Regions from separate parts of the Mus musculus genome. Here regions 2 and 3 are each linked to region 1. The links are chromatin contacts, called in public HiChIP or PLAC-seq and promoter capture Hi-C maps. All regions are on one chromosome and are shown on one strand. Each heading gives the region's core, a stretch centred on a gene start, on an enhancer-like site or on the middle of the called end of the contact. The rest is flanking DNA. Distances are from core to core; before and after follow the strand shown. Region 1 holds the start of Rwdd1 (RWD domain containing 1). Region 2 overlaps Gm26564 (a long non-coding RNA gene). Region 3 overlaps Gm26564 (a long non-coding RNA gene).

The links. Promoter capture Hi-C pulls out the DNA fragments that hold promoters and counts their contacts. HiChIP or PLAC-seq counts read pairs in DNA pulled down with a chosen protein or histone mark.
Region 2: a contact with region 1 is called in an H3K4me3 HiChIP or PLAC-seq map of bone marrow-derived macrophages, with 7 times the contacts expected there. The contact joins the enhancer-like site here to the promoter of Rwdd1 in region 1. A contact is called at or near these places in 12 of 39 promoter capture datasets (the C10 cell line, the HPC-7 cell line, HPC-7-derived erythroid cells and 9 more), 2 of 15 datasets of contacts at CTCF or cohesin (CD8 T cells and the NIH/3T3 cell line), 4 of 484 Hi-C or Micro-C datasets (bone marrow-derived macrophages, cortical neurons, embryonic fibroblasts and 1 more), 16 of 115 datasets of contacts at active chromatin or transcription factors (the NIH/3T3 cell line, acute myeloid leukemia, bone marrow-derived macrophages and 10 more) and 2 of 9 other capture datasets (adipose tissue and liver).
Region 3: a promoter capture Hi-C map of the HPC-7 cell line shows a contact between it and region 1. The contact joins the enhancer-like site here to the promoter of Rwdd1 in region 1. A contact is called at or near these places in 14 of 39 promoter capture datasets (3T3-L1-derived adipocytes, the C10 cell line, the HPC-7 cell line and 10 more), 1 of 15 datasets of contacts at CTCF or cohesin (CD8 T cells), 5 of 484 Hi-C or Micro-C datasets (bone marrow-derived macrophages and embryonic stem cells), 7 of 115 datasets of contacts at active chromatin or transcription factors (bone marrow-derived macrophages, embryonic forebrain, embryonic stem cells and 2 more) and 3 of 9 other capture datasets (adipose tissue, embryonic stem cells and liver).

Annotation. Positions count from the first base shown.
Region 1 is chr10:34,017,526-34,021,811 of GRCm38.p6, forward strand. Rwdd1 (RWD domain containing 1) reads right to left here and starts at 2,091. Exons shown (of 7, transcript NM_025614.3): 1 at 1,841-2,091. The coding sequence starts at 1,913.
Region 2 is chr10:34,266,090-34,270,375 of GRCm38.p6, forward strand. All of the region lies in intron 1 of Gm26564 (a long non-coding RNA gene), which reads right to left. Among named protein-coding and RNA genes, the nearest start is that of Tspyl1, 14 kb to the right of the region's middle. Within about 2 kb of position 1,777, at least 10 of the 459 cell types and tissues checked have an H3K27ac peak or open chromatin away from gene starts, as enhancers often do. A contact at or near this core is called in adipose tissue and bone marrow-derived macrophages, where this site is marked.
Region 3 is chr10:34,247,068-34,251,353 of GRCm38.p6, forward strand. All of the region lies in intron 1 of Gm26564 (a long non-coding RNA gene), which reads right to left. Among named protein-coding and RNA genes, the nearest start is that of Tspyl1, 33 kb to the right of the region's middle. Within about 2 kb of position 2,339, at least 35 of the 459 cell types and tissues checked have an H3K27ac peak or open chromatin away from gene starts, as enhancers often do. A contact at or near this core is called in the HPC-7 cell line and bone marrow-derived macrophages, where this site is marked.

The DNA.
Region 1 (4,286 bases), core at 841-3,340:
CAATTCCTTCCTCAGACTGAGCAGTTGCCAAATCTAGTATTAAGTAGGATATAAAATGAAGTAAAAACCTGCAAACTAGCCGGGTGGTGGTGGCGCATGCCTTTAATCCCAGCACTTGGGAGGCAGAGGCAGGCGGATTTCTGAGCTCAAGGCCAACCTGGTCTACAAAGTGAGTTCCAGGACAGCCAAGGCTATACAGAAAAACCCTGTCTCCAAAAACCAAAAAGTCCTACCTTTTCCCTAAAAGGTTTCAAAAAAAAAAAAAATACCAAGAGCAATACAAAATCCCTAAGAACAATTAATCAAGATTGTTTTTATTGCAAAAATGTGTATGGATGCAGAAAGGAATTACAAGCAGGCTCAGCAGGTTGCTATGGAATAGGTGAGTGCATCAAAATAATCGTAAGTCGTCATTTGTTACCCTGGCTCACTCAGGCTCCTTATGCACTTGTACATCTGACAAGAATTCCATATACTACTACTACTGGGACCTAGCAAAATTCAATACAATACTGCTTTAAGACATAAAAAATGTGCCATTGTAAGACACACATGCGCGGAACTTAGTGAAGGATAACCTAATATTTAAGACAAGTTAAAAATACTGTATGCCTCATGCATTTTTGTTTCTGCCTACAAAGGGTTCATGCCTATTATATTTCTAACGTGCTAGAAAGGTCTAAACATCGTAATTCAGACTATATCGGACAACTGACACTAGCGCTTTATTTTAGTTTGACACTGACATATAAGCAAGGATAGAGAAGGAAGCCAGACTCCACACATACACTCACCCAGGTAATGACACTCTCAACCCCCTCTTCACTCATCCCTTAACATCCGCAACACAGCTGTATTGCTGGTGCGAGAGAACATGAACTCGACTGGAGCTACACAGGAGTAGCTGAGAGACATCTGCCTGTTGGCAAAGCAGAACAAAATTTGCTTCCATTGCAAAAAGTTGGTCAAAAAGTGAAGCCAAGAAAGAAAACTAAGCTAAGCAATGAAAGGGATGGTTTAGGATTTAAAGTAATATGCCTTGGGTTCTTAATTCAGACACTAAGTAATACTTGACAACACTTGGAGGAAGGGTTGTGGAATGTAAATCCCATCAATCCCCAGCCTACGTTCATACTGACTTTACCTTGAGTGCTTCCCTAATTTGAGAAGACCCATAGATAGGTTTTCCATGGAAACAGACTCACAAGGAAAGATTCTACTAATGAATTTCCTGACGGATGCTTTCCCTTAGACCCAATCAGCTCTTCCTACATCTAAGCTGAGGCTGAATCCTTAACCGAAGTCTTCAGGATGTAAGAACTAAGGACCTCTGGCTGGAGGAGGGAGAGCACAAGCCACTTGCCTTCCCTGGGCCTCCAGAACCTCGACGACGTCTAAGATACCTAAGAACCACAGCGACCACATCGTTCATCAGGCATTCTGCAGAATGCCTGATCACTCTTATAGAGAGAATAAGACATCCCCGAGTGTGCTGCTCTCAAAAGCCAGCATCCCAATCTTCTCAGCAGGGAAAACAGCTGCTACTTCACCAGAGCTTAAAATAGGAGGTAAAGGGGGGACATTAAGCGGCTCTGGAGAAACTCATCGCACTGCTAGTTCCCCCCACCCCCCGCGTGCTTCAGTGAATCTCGGATGACGGAGGTTACGCGAAACCAAAGCGGTCAGGACCAATTCCAGGGCCTCCGCAGAGCCACCCGGACCTTCGGATTTCAGGACAGTGGGGAAGGAAGCAGGCGAGTGCTGGAAACTGTCTGGAGAGCGGCAGGAAGGGCCGCGGGGCCCCGGCCTCCGCCCCGGAGCAGGAGGCCGCCAAAGTCACCTGTGAAGGAGTCGGGGTAGATGGACTCCAGAGCCTCCAACTCGTTGCGTTGTTCCTCGCCGTAATCTGTCATCGTGGCCCGCGTTGTTGCCCGTGCATCGGCGCGACTCCCTGGCGGCGGGCTGCAGCGGACACCGCGGCCGCCGGCTGCCGGGCGGGCGCACGCGCAGAGTCGGAGTGGAAAGGCCTGGAGCCACGCCTGGCACGGATTGCTGAGAAACAGCCCCGGCTCCGCGGGCCGCCCGATCCCCGCGTCGGAGTTCGACTCATCGCGCCTGGAATGCCGGCCGCCGATTCGCTGCCTGTCTGCGACGGCTCGGGATTGGCTGGGGGGTGACCGCAGCCCGCCCGGCGTTCGGGAAGGACAGCTACTGCCCGCTGCTGGGCTTTGCTGGCTTCTGATGGAGACGCCTGGCAGAGAGGCATCGCCATTCTGCGCTCGATGTGTCTGGTCTGAGTCTCGCGCAGGGCGTGGTAGTGGCGCCGAGGGCGGGGCGCGGAGGTCCAAGGGCTTCCGCTTTTCCGCGTTCCTAAACCACGTTTGTCGCCCAGAGCAGCCTGTGGGCGACAGCCAGCCCGGCTTCTTGGAACTTTCAATGGCCTGATCTGTGCAGACTCCTGGAAGCCGAGCTGGGACTTGGGGTCGGGGTTCGTCCAGAGGTCTGTCCCAGGAGGAACCCGGGAGGAAGGCTGAAAGTCGAACCAGAGGTTCTTGCACCTCACTTTAAAGTTGTGAAATAAGTGAGGCGGAAAAATTGACCTAAAGACTTGTTCAGTTGTTATTTCAGCGAACAGATAAAGGGGCGGATCTTAGTGACAGATTTGACTTTGCCAAAACTACAATAAGATACCGGAAAATAATACCTTTGATTTAGCTCTACTTCTGCTGATAGATTTGACAGCTTCAAGTCTATCACTACAACCAAAATGTCAAATGCCGTAACGGCAAAACTAAGAAAACAGATAAATATGTCTTCTTTTTTAATGAACACTAAATAGTTACTTGGTTTATATTTGTTTATAATAAAGGAACACGTACTAGCCTAAACAAAATGTGGGGAAATGTACCTCGGGAAGAATACCCCAAACATACTAAAAATGTTTCCCCAAATTTCTCTACCTTCCTTGTGTATTAAAGCTGGCTTTACTTGTATTATGCAGGTTCCATAGATGGGCTTTTTTGGCTTTGGCTTTGTGGTGATTGTTGCTGTTGCTTGCTTGTATCTTGCTTACTAGCCAGGATTGCCAGAACTCGTGTTACCCCTACCCTGGCCTCAGTGGTGCTGAGATTGTAGGTGTGAGCCACAGTGCTCCAGTTACACAGAAAGAGTTTTTTGTTTTGTGTTTAATTAGCAAGTATTCCTTACTTACAGTAAAGGAAATGCATTATGTCAAAAGTATTATGGTTTCTTGTTTTAAATAGATTAAGGGTTGCTTTTTGCCTTCTTTTAAACTTTAAAGGGGAGAAAAGGAAACTTCTGAGATGAGGTAGCATTTCAGATATAAGCTGCATATTTGTTTATTCAAAGGAATTCCGATGATTAGTTACCAGAATAGACTTCTAGGAACAGCTGCTTTAAAGTTCTGAAGGAGACAGATCACTTGGCAGGTTGGAAGACAGTGTGGAGCATTCGCCATGATCTAGTTGAGGGGCTGAGGCATAGATTATGAGGAATTCTGGAAGTGTTAGTGACTCAGACTCTTAACTTAAGAAATGCCACCATGGCCACTCAATCGGACAAAATCTGAAAAGAGAGACTGGTGGCTATGAAAATAAGCTAAATAAACCTATGCTAATTTAGGCAGGCATTGATTGTCGAGATAAGGATCAAGTTCCCAATACGTTTTATATAAATGTCAGGACTTGATGCTGATTAGTAAGGAAAGAATCAAGCTTAACTTCTGACTAGACTAACTTGCATCATGAAGTTCTGATATCAAAAATGACAGGTGAAGAAGACATTTGACAAAGATGTTACTGACTTGTGGGACATTTGGCTATGCACAGACAGCCTGGTTTCCAGTTGACACTTTATGTTGAACCCCGGGACCCAGTGGTGATAATTCACCTACATGGGATAGAAGGAGTTCTCTCATGTCTCCTGGAACCCTGGCTCCTGTTGAAGTTACTGACCCCCCGCCCCCACCAGCCCCCACAAGAGAACCATGGTTAGTAGTCACGTAGGCAACATCCCAAGCTTCTGACCTTCAGGCTAGACTCTGCCCCAGTTACCTAGCAACAGTAAAGATAGCAGCATACCATAAGAGGGGCTGCTTGGCCCCACCTCACTCTCTTACTCCCCTTACACTCTTCTTACTTTCTCCTCTCCTCTCCTCACTCTCTTCCTCGCTCTCTCCATTTAACTCTCTAGCCTTTCTTCTCTCTCTCTCTCCTTTTCCCCCTTCTCTCCGCTTGGCCATGGCCAGTCTCTCTCTCATTCCACCT
Region 2 (4,286 bases), core at 527-3,026, 250 kb after region 1:
AAGAAAAATCAAAGCAATGCCAAGATTCTTAAACAAACAAACAAAACAAAACAAAACAGAGGACACCGCAAACAAGCAAGCTCGATGAGTTTTCTGTGATTCAGGAAATATTAGCATCATAATTAGGATGGTTCCTAGATCCCTTGTTACGTTATGGTAGATGCAATAACTGACTGTAATAACATGCATGATCATGAGCTAAAAGCAACAAATAAATCTTTGATTATGTATAAACCAGGAAATGATGTTTCCAGGAAAAGATAGCCCATCAAAGATAGATTTTTTTCCATGAAAAAATGTAAACAAAGGATCTATATCAGATCCTGTTTATGATTCTGTTTACGGGTGAGTTTCTCTATCTCATCTTGAAGGGATATTCAAAACATTTAGAGCTGCTAATATTTCTAATCAATAACATCATAACAAAGTTCAACTTAAATTTACCCAATTTTCTGTAAACCCAGTTAGAGTATACTATCATGGCCTATGTCTGTTTGTTTTCACTTCCCTGAAACTAGGTTGTAAAAGTCCTGGGTTGTGTATTAGGTTGTTATTGCTTCCCAGGTCTGTAGGATAGAAGTTATGAATCAAGGAGCTGGCAAGCCCATCCTTTCTAATGCCTCCAGGAATGATCCCTCAACTACTCCACATTCTGGGAAGGCAAGGCTTCCCTGACCTCAGGCAGTGTAACTCAGAAATCTGCCTCCATATTCACATGGTTCTTATAGAGACATAGATCATATAAATTATTATCTACTAGGGACTTCCCAAGTTTCAGTGTCATGTCATCTTAACTAGTTATATCTTTAACAACTCCACCTCCAAACACCTAAGGCACTAAATTTTAGTACTTCAAAAAATCTTTTTAAAAGAAAGATAGAAAAAAACTTGTGATTGAATCTAGAACCATCCACAATACCTGCTTGATTTACATTATTCTTCTTTGAAAAGAGGTTAGTACCTTGTAAAGTTTGTGTGTTTGTTTGTGTGTGTGTGTGTGTGTGTGTGTGTGTGTGTGTGTGTGTAGATGCCGGTATGTGTGCAGTTGTGTGTATGTGTGAAGGGTAAAAATTGACAGAATATCTTGTATTGCTCTTTACCTTATTATTTAAGACAAAATCTCTTACCAAACTTGGAACTTACCAACTAGTTACACTGGTTGACCAACTAAGATTTCTTTTTAGATAAAACACAAAGGTGCTTATATAGAGTTTTAGTTTTTAGTGTTATTAATAAATTAGGAATAATACCTTTTCTATAGGTGTTTAAAGTTTAGCTAGAGTGGGAATCTTGATCTCTGTTAATTTTACTCCAGCTTATCTTCTACTGAAAATAATTCTTACCCAACCCACATCCCTCCTTGCTTAATTAGGCCCAGTGTTTCTGCAGACATTTTACTGATGACAAGGCATACTGTGATGATACAATCATTTCTGAATGTGAAAGAACCTTGTTTGGAAACCCAGAAACATACTTTGATTCTCCTTCCTTATTTTCTGTATTCTAGCCACTGTTGTGTGCCCTACCCTTGTGGTGTTCCCATTCTTATACGTGATACAGAACTTAATCTATGTGACTATATGAGGATATAATTTAGATATAATCATATCAAATGATTATCATATTATAATCAATGAAAGTATGAAGCCAGGCAATAGATTGGGAAGTGAAGGGATGGAGAAGACACGTTAAAGGGTGTGTTGAGGAGACTGTGAACATGTGAGTTCTGAGGGAAGAACACTGCATGCAGAGGAGATGCTTGTACATAGGTCTGAGGCACCAACACAGATGGTCAGAGCACGTGCTGCCCTGCAACATCTTACTTTCAGTTTCTTGTGGAGACAGTGCAATATGATCTCTGCTGTTTTTATAGCTACATCTTATTCTGATATTCATGTTCGGTGTTATATTTACGAGTCTTCCACTGATAAGACATACAGGTTACTGCTAACCCTTTGTTGTTGCATGCAACAAGTAAAAGACAACGGAGACTCAGCACAGCCTGGTGAAGTCAAGCAATCAGAATCAGAAACAACTCATTTTCTTTTTTCCTTGAATCTTGACCACCTCTGTCTCATTGACTATTGAAACCCTAGAGACAAAGTAGAAAATAGCAAGGTCAAAGTGGTGTTTTGCAATAACCATAAATTCTAACTTAATGTTTCAGGGCCTAGACAAAATGAAATAAAAAGAAAGCAAACAAAACTATTTCACTTCACAGAAATTCCTAACAAATAGCTGAGAATTCACCAATGTCTTTTCCTAATACCTTTTAGTTGTGTTTGTTCTTGAAAAACAACTTGTATGCATATAGCAGTTCTTCAATTTTCAGTGGGAATCTGTATTTTCTTTCCCTCTGATTTCATATACATGACATTTACTATAGAGTAAAGGTTACATAGTCTTGCCTTTGGTAAAACATCCCCTGAGATATGGCACCAAAGCAAGAAGGGACATAGGTTAGGTAGAAAAGTATTTTCAATAAAAGATAAGCTGAAATAAAACTAACAAGCAGAGATCAAGATTTCCACTCAAATTAAACTATCCTTCCAATTTTACTGTTAGTTTATTAACATGTTGCTATACATTTGATTTAATGGTGTCAGCATGCATTGTTTTCTAGTTCATGTCCACATACAATGTACAGGTGAATGTATATTTTTTTTCAGAGTAAGTTTTTATTAACTAACATCGTCAGCATCTTTTCTAAGAAAGTCTTGAAGCATAGAAACCCACCCCTGAAGATACAGAACAGGCAGGTAAGAGAAAAAGTTATCTTTTCTTCGGTTCACTTTGTGTCAAGTGCTAGAACAAGACCATCATACACAAACATTCGTTAGAATCAGTGAATGACTGAGATGGTTACAGATTCTGCAACTGCATTTACTTAGCAAACTTGGATTGACAGTCCACTGGTCAGTCAGCATGTTGGGGAGAGGAGGACAAAGCGTGGAGATGATGACTTTAGCCCCCATTGTGTAGCAGAAACGATGGAGCCATTAGCAAAGCAATAGAAGACCTGTAACATTTTGCTTTGTGCTATGGATTAGTCTGAACAGCTGTCCACATCCAATGCCATAAACTGGGCAACTTAAAAATAGAATGTATTTTTTTTATAGTTCTGGGGAATTGGAAGCCCAATCAAGATGTCAGTAGTTTTGTTTCTACTGAATTTTCTTTCTTGCACATGGTCACTGTTAGGCTGAAGGTTTGGGGACAAAGACAAGATGATCTGGGTCAAGAGGTTCTCCACCCTTCTCTACTGGCTAGAAGCCCACAATTGCAAAAGCCCATGCAGAACACTGGACAAAGCCAGTTACTACTTCCAGATTTTAAAGTGACCATTGGACCTAAGACCTACCTACAGAACCCTAAACTCACCAAGTTAGGCTATAACCCCAAAACCTCATCACCACATCACAATACCCTTTAATAAGGCCCTAACCCAACCCAGCCTTGTGACTTCAGTGACCCTTCACTTCCTGTGAAGTCTGTGAACCTGCTTGAAAGCTGCCCCAATAAATCTGCCTTTTTACTACAAATTAGACTCAGTTTGATTTATTATGTCAGTGGAGAAACCATTCAGTCACCTTTTTACCATTTTCATATGTGGCAAAGAGAGTGCTAGTTTAGGGCATTAACTTCATCATGAGACCAGGACCTAATTAACCTAACTCTACTTCATTCCATAGATCTCACCCTTAAATATTGTCACAATGAAGATGATGATATCAGCATATGAATTTTGAGTGATAACAATACAATCAATCACAAGAGGAAAGAATTGAATGCTCACAATCATAGGGAATGTTACAGAAGAGGTGAGATGAGCTTGGTCTCAGAGTAAGCATGGGGGTGACTAGTGAAGAAATAAAGAGGACTTGGTATGTAGAACTTGGTATGTAGAGAGTACAACACAAAAACAATCACATAAGAAAAGATGACCATTGAAACTTATAAAAAGTAAAAAGTGTCAGAGTATAGAAACTCCCATGATGTTGATAACCTTAAAAATATTCTCTCTCTCTCTCTCTCTCTCTCTCTCTCTCTCTCTCTCTCTCTCTCTCTCTTGTTATAGAGCAAATGAACATTTAATTTGATATAATATGAAAGGAAACTTTTGTCCTTTGTGGTATCTTTGTATAGATGAACATCACTATTTTGACAGGCTTACATAACTTATAAAACAGATATTCCTGTATGGTTTATTTACAAATGATTACAGTGAAGGCCAAATTGTCAGGGTTTATGGAGATAGTCATCTAGGAAGCTAGACTGTGGGGAGG
Region 3 (4,286 bases), core at 1,089-3,588, 230 kb after region 1:
TCTCAAAGCTCAGGCAACTTGAAGACTTACACAGACTTGTTCTTTGTAGAAAACTCACCTCTTTACAGGGAGGACTCTGGCGTCTGGGGGGACTCCTCTGATGCTACCAAACATAACCCTGGGCTAGTGGACACCTGGTCTTAGTCTCTCCCCTGGGCAGGTTTCTTCCTTTAAATTCTACTTCTAAAATCACACACAGCCTTATAACGGGTGGTGTGCGTCTCTATTTGCTCTCCAACTGTCATGCGAAGGAGTCAGAACTACTCTTCGTTAGTGCCCTGAAGTACAAATATAAAAAGGGATCAGCTGGTAGGAGGCAGCGTGTACATCCATATACAACCAACGGAGGAGCCTGCACTACACACAATTTTGGCAAAATGAATGGACAGCAAGGGACCGCTAGAAGAGTAACTTAACATCTATGAGGCAAAGAGAAGGGTAAGGCTATCAGTGAAATGGGACAAAGGGTTGAGTCTCAGCTTGTTTGCTTCAGACTTGTTGAATATGAATGAGAGGGGACAATGGGTGGTAGGGCCCACATGGTGTTGGCCTGCTACTGGCCTTTGCCTAAGCCAGGTTCTCTTTGTGTTTTATACACATCATTGCTCACACGCAACCCTCAGGACCTCATACAGGCCAGACTTATGTAACCTCTTTCCACCCTGCTCTTCAAAGGCAGCTATGTTTACCCTGACTTTAGGGTAACAGCTCAGAAAACTCACAGATTCAATTTGAAAAGCTATAAAAGGGGGGTGGCATGCAGTGAGGGTTTCACGTGAGGCTATTTGACCTTGCTGTAACTGGTCTAAACTGCCAGCTTTCATTCACTGTTACAACAGAAAAGGGAAAATAAGCAAAATGTCTTTGTCGCTAGATCCTGCAATTTGTTGCATATGTCTTGGCTTCAAGCCCAAAATTAAAGAAAAATCTGTCTACTCGCCAATGGCAGGATGACAACATAATATATTAAAGTCACATCAAAGTGGTCACAGAGTTAGCAGGAAAGGGAGCCAGCAGACAGCTCTGAGACTTTGGTTTCCTGTATAGGTGGGAAGAAACTCCTTGAGGTCCTGGGAAGACAAACAGGTGGGTTCTTGAAGCTGCTGAGTTGCTTCTCATAAGTAGGAAAGCCTTTTCTCTTTTGCTTCATGATTTGCTTCTGAGGATTATTAATTAGCTATAGCTTTGCTGCGTGGGGCAGGGAAACAACAAGGGACCCAGAAAGGAGGAATAAGTCAGACAAACCAACCACTAAAAATAGCTACTCATTTAAAATGCCCCTGTAAGTACAATTGGGGCATTAGACTGGGATGTGAGAAACAGAAAGACCAAAAACCCAGTAACAATGAAAAAGACATTATAAAAACATGCACCCAGGACAGACAGGATGGTGTGCATCTTCCCTCATAGGAGTCCCACACAAAATTAACTACAACTCAGAACCAACTTACATCTCTCTTGAACTATGAGTTATATCAACTGATACGCTGTGCTTTTATGTTTTAAAATAAGTTTCCCATTATTTTTAAGTAGACTTAAATTATCTTCAGAATCTCTTAGTTTGTTGGTGCTGTTCACTACACATGAAATGCTGTGGAATTCTATTATGTTAGAACCAAAATGAATGAAATACATTATAGTAACACGAAGTTTTGGAAACGTGATAAAAATAAGTACATTTTGGGCTGGAGAGATGGCTCAGCCGTTAAAGGCTAGGCTCACAACCAAAAATAAGTACATTTTGTAAAACTTGCAGAAGTCAGTTCTTTCCTTCTGTTATGTGGGTCCTGGGGATTGAACTCCGGTGGTCACGATTAGCCGCAATCACCTTACCTACTGAGCCATCTCACTTGCCACTTGTTTCTTTTTTTTTTAATTTCATTTTTAAAATTTATTTATTTATTTATTTTGTGAGTACGTATTGTGTGAATGCACGTTACACAGTACATGTGTGCAGGTCTGAGCATATCCTGTGGAAGTTGGTTCTCTTTATCTACAATGGATAGAGACTGAATTCAGATCAGGCTTGGTGGCAGGAGCCTTTACCTGCTGAGCTATATATATATATATAAAACTCCCCATCTTTTTTTTTTTTTGGAGCGCTCTCTCCCTGGCCTGAAACACACCAAGTAAGCCAGGCTGGACAGTGGACCCCAGGCTTCTGTCTGTTGCCACCTTTCCAGGAGTTTTCAGGTGTGTACACTATTATTTTACTTATGCATACAGATGCTTTGCCTGAATGTATATTTGTGCACCATGTTTGATGCCTGTGGAGGCCAAAATAATGCACCAGATCTCCAGGAGCCAGAGTTATAGATGATTTTGAGTTACCATATAAGTGTGGGAAATCAAGCTTGGATCCTCCAGAAGAGAAGCCAGTTATCATACCACTCATCAGTTTCTCCAGACCCATGTCTGGAATTTTTGTTTTAAAAATATGAATTCTAAAGATTGGACTCATTCCTCATGTTTGTACAAGCGTTACTCCCATTATCTATACAGCTTGGACAAGAACATTTAAAAACAAGTCTATGCATAATTAAAGCATACAATAATAGCACTATAATTTCTTGGCTACATTTCTAGTGAAGAAATACTCATTACCAAGTGTGGCATAGCCGAGTTTTGTGGTAGGTCTAATTTTAGCTTTTTGAGGAAGCTCCACATTGATTGATGTTCATAGTGGCAGCACTGCTTTGTCCTTCTCCCACCACTGAAGAATTGTTCCTCTTTACGTTCACAGCCACATCCCCCCCCCCACCCCCCAACTTAGTCATCTGACTCAAGTAAGATGAAGTATCATAGTAGCTACAATTTGAATTTCCCTATTGGCTCAGGATGTTGAGCAATTTTTTAAAAATGCTTCTTGGACATTTGTGTTTTATCTTTTGAGATTTCTCTCTTAACTTCCATATCTATTTTTTAAAAATTGAGTTGTTTGTTTTCTTGATGTTTAGTTTTTTTTTTAATTCTGTGTATATTTTAGATACTAACCCGCTGTTACATGTAGAGCTGGTAAAGAATTTTTTTTTTTCATTTTGTAGGCTGTATCTTCACTCAAGTAATGGTGTCCTTTGCTGTACAAAAGCTTTTTAGTTTCTGGAAGTTCCACTTATTAGTTGATCTTAATGCCTGTGCTATCAGGGTCCTATTCAGAAAGCCCTCCTGAGACAATGAATCCAAGTGTGTACTCACTACTTTCTTCTCTAACAGATTCCGGGTATCAAATGTTATGCTGAGGTTCTTGATTCAGGGAAGGTAGAGGAGGGAATATGGTGATGGATAAATAAAACTAAAGTCCTATGGGAATCTACTATTGTAGAAGTTTCTAAACACACACACACACACACACAAACACAAATAGTTAAAATGTATTTACCCTACAATTGGGCAACCAATGTCCCACTAGACAGCCCAGGCTAATGAATAAAAATCTTTGTGCTAGGTATGGGTTATCTCCTCTGGAGTCTTTTGTCAGTGAGGTCCCCTTACCCTCCAAATATTACAGGCTATTGTCAGTGCTCTTGGTTACCTGCCAGAACTTGATAATAATACCCTCTTGCTGAAGATACCACATATTTGAACCATAGAATAGGGAGAAATCAAGCTTGCCCTGATCTGGAAGCTTAATCTCTACTGGCTAGCTTCCATAGTGCTGGAAGGAACTCTGCATGGTACTAGAGGAGAAAAATAATCATCACTCTTGTAGCATTCCAACTGTGAATCCTACAAGCTGCAATAATGGCTTGTCTGGCAACAATAGCCACTGGTGCAATAATGGCATGAGCATCATCATGGAAGTAACCATTTTTGGGTTGACCTACACTATATGAATACCTATTGTAGAAATTGCCTAATTCACAGCATACACACACACACCACATACATGCACAAAGTGGACCATCATTATTGGACCATGGACCTGTGGTTAGATAGGTTATAGGCCACAGAAGAGAACATACTACTACTATACAGCTAAATTGACATAGTATTAAAAACAACCAATGACTTGTTGCTATACCCACAGATTAATGCACCCTTCAACATTCATAAGAGAAATTTCTATTTTCAGTAGATGGTGATTAACTGAGAACCATGACTGTTCACCATTCAGAGATTAAGAGACTGCAGAATGCTCAGCCCTAAATGAAATGTAGATAGCATGTTTTGTCCTCCTAACACTTGGGAATCATTGCTGAAGAGACTATGAAAAAAAGGTAAGAGCCAGAGGTAGTGAATGGAAGCACTATTTTCTGGACACAGCTTGGTAGTTGTAGGTATGAACT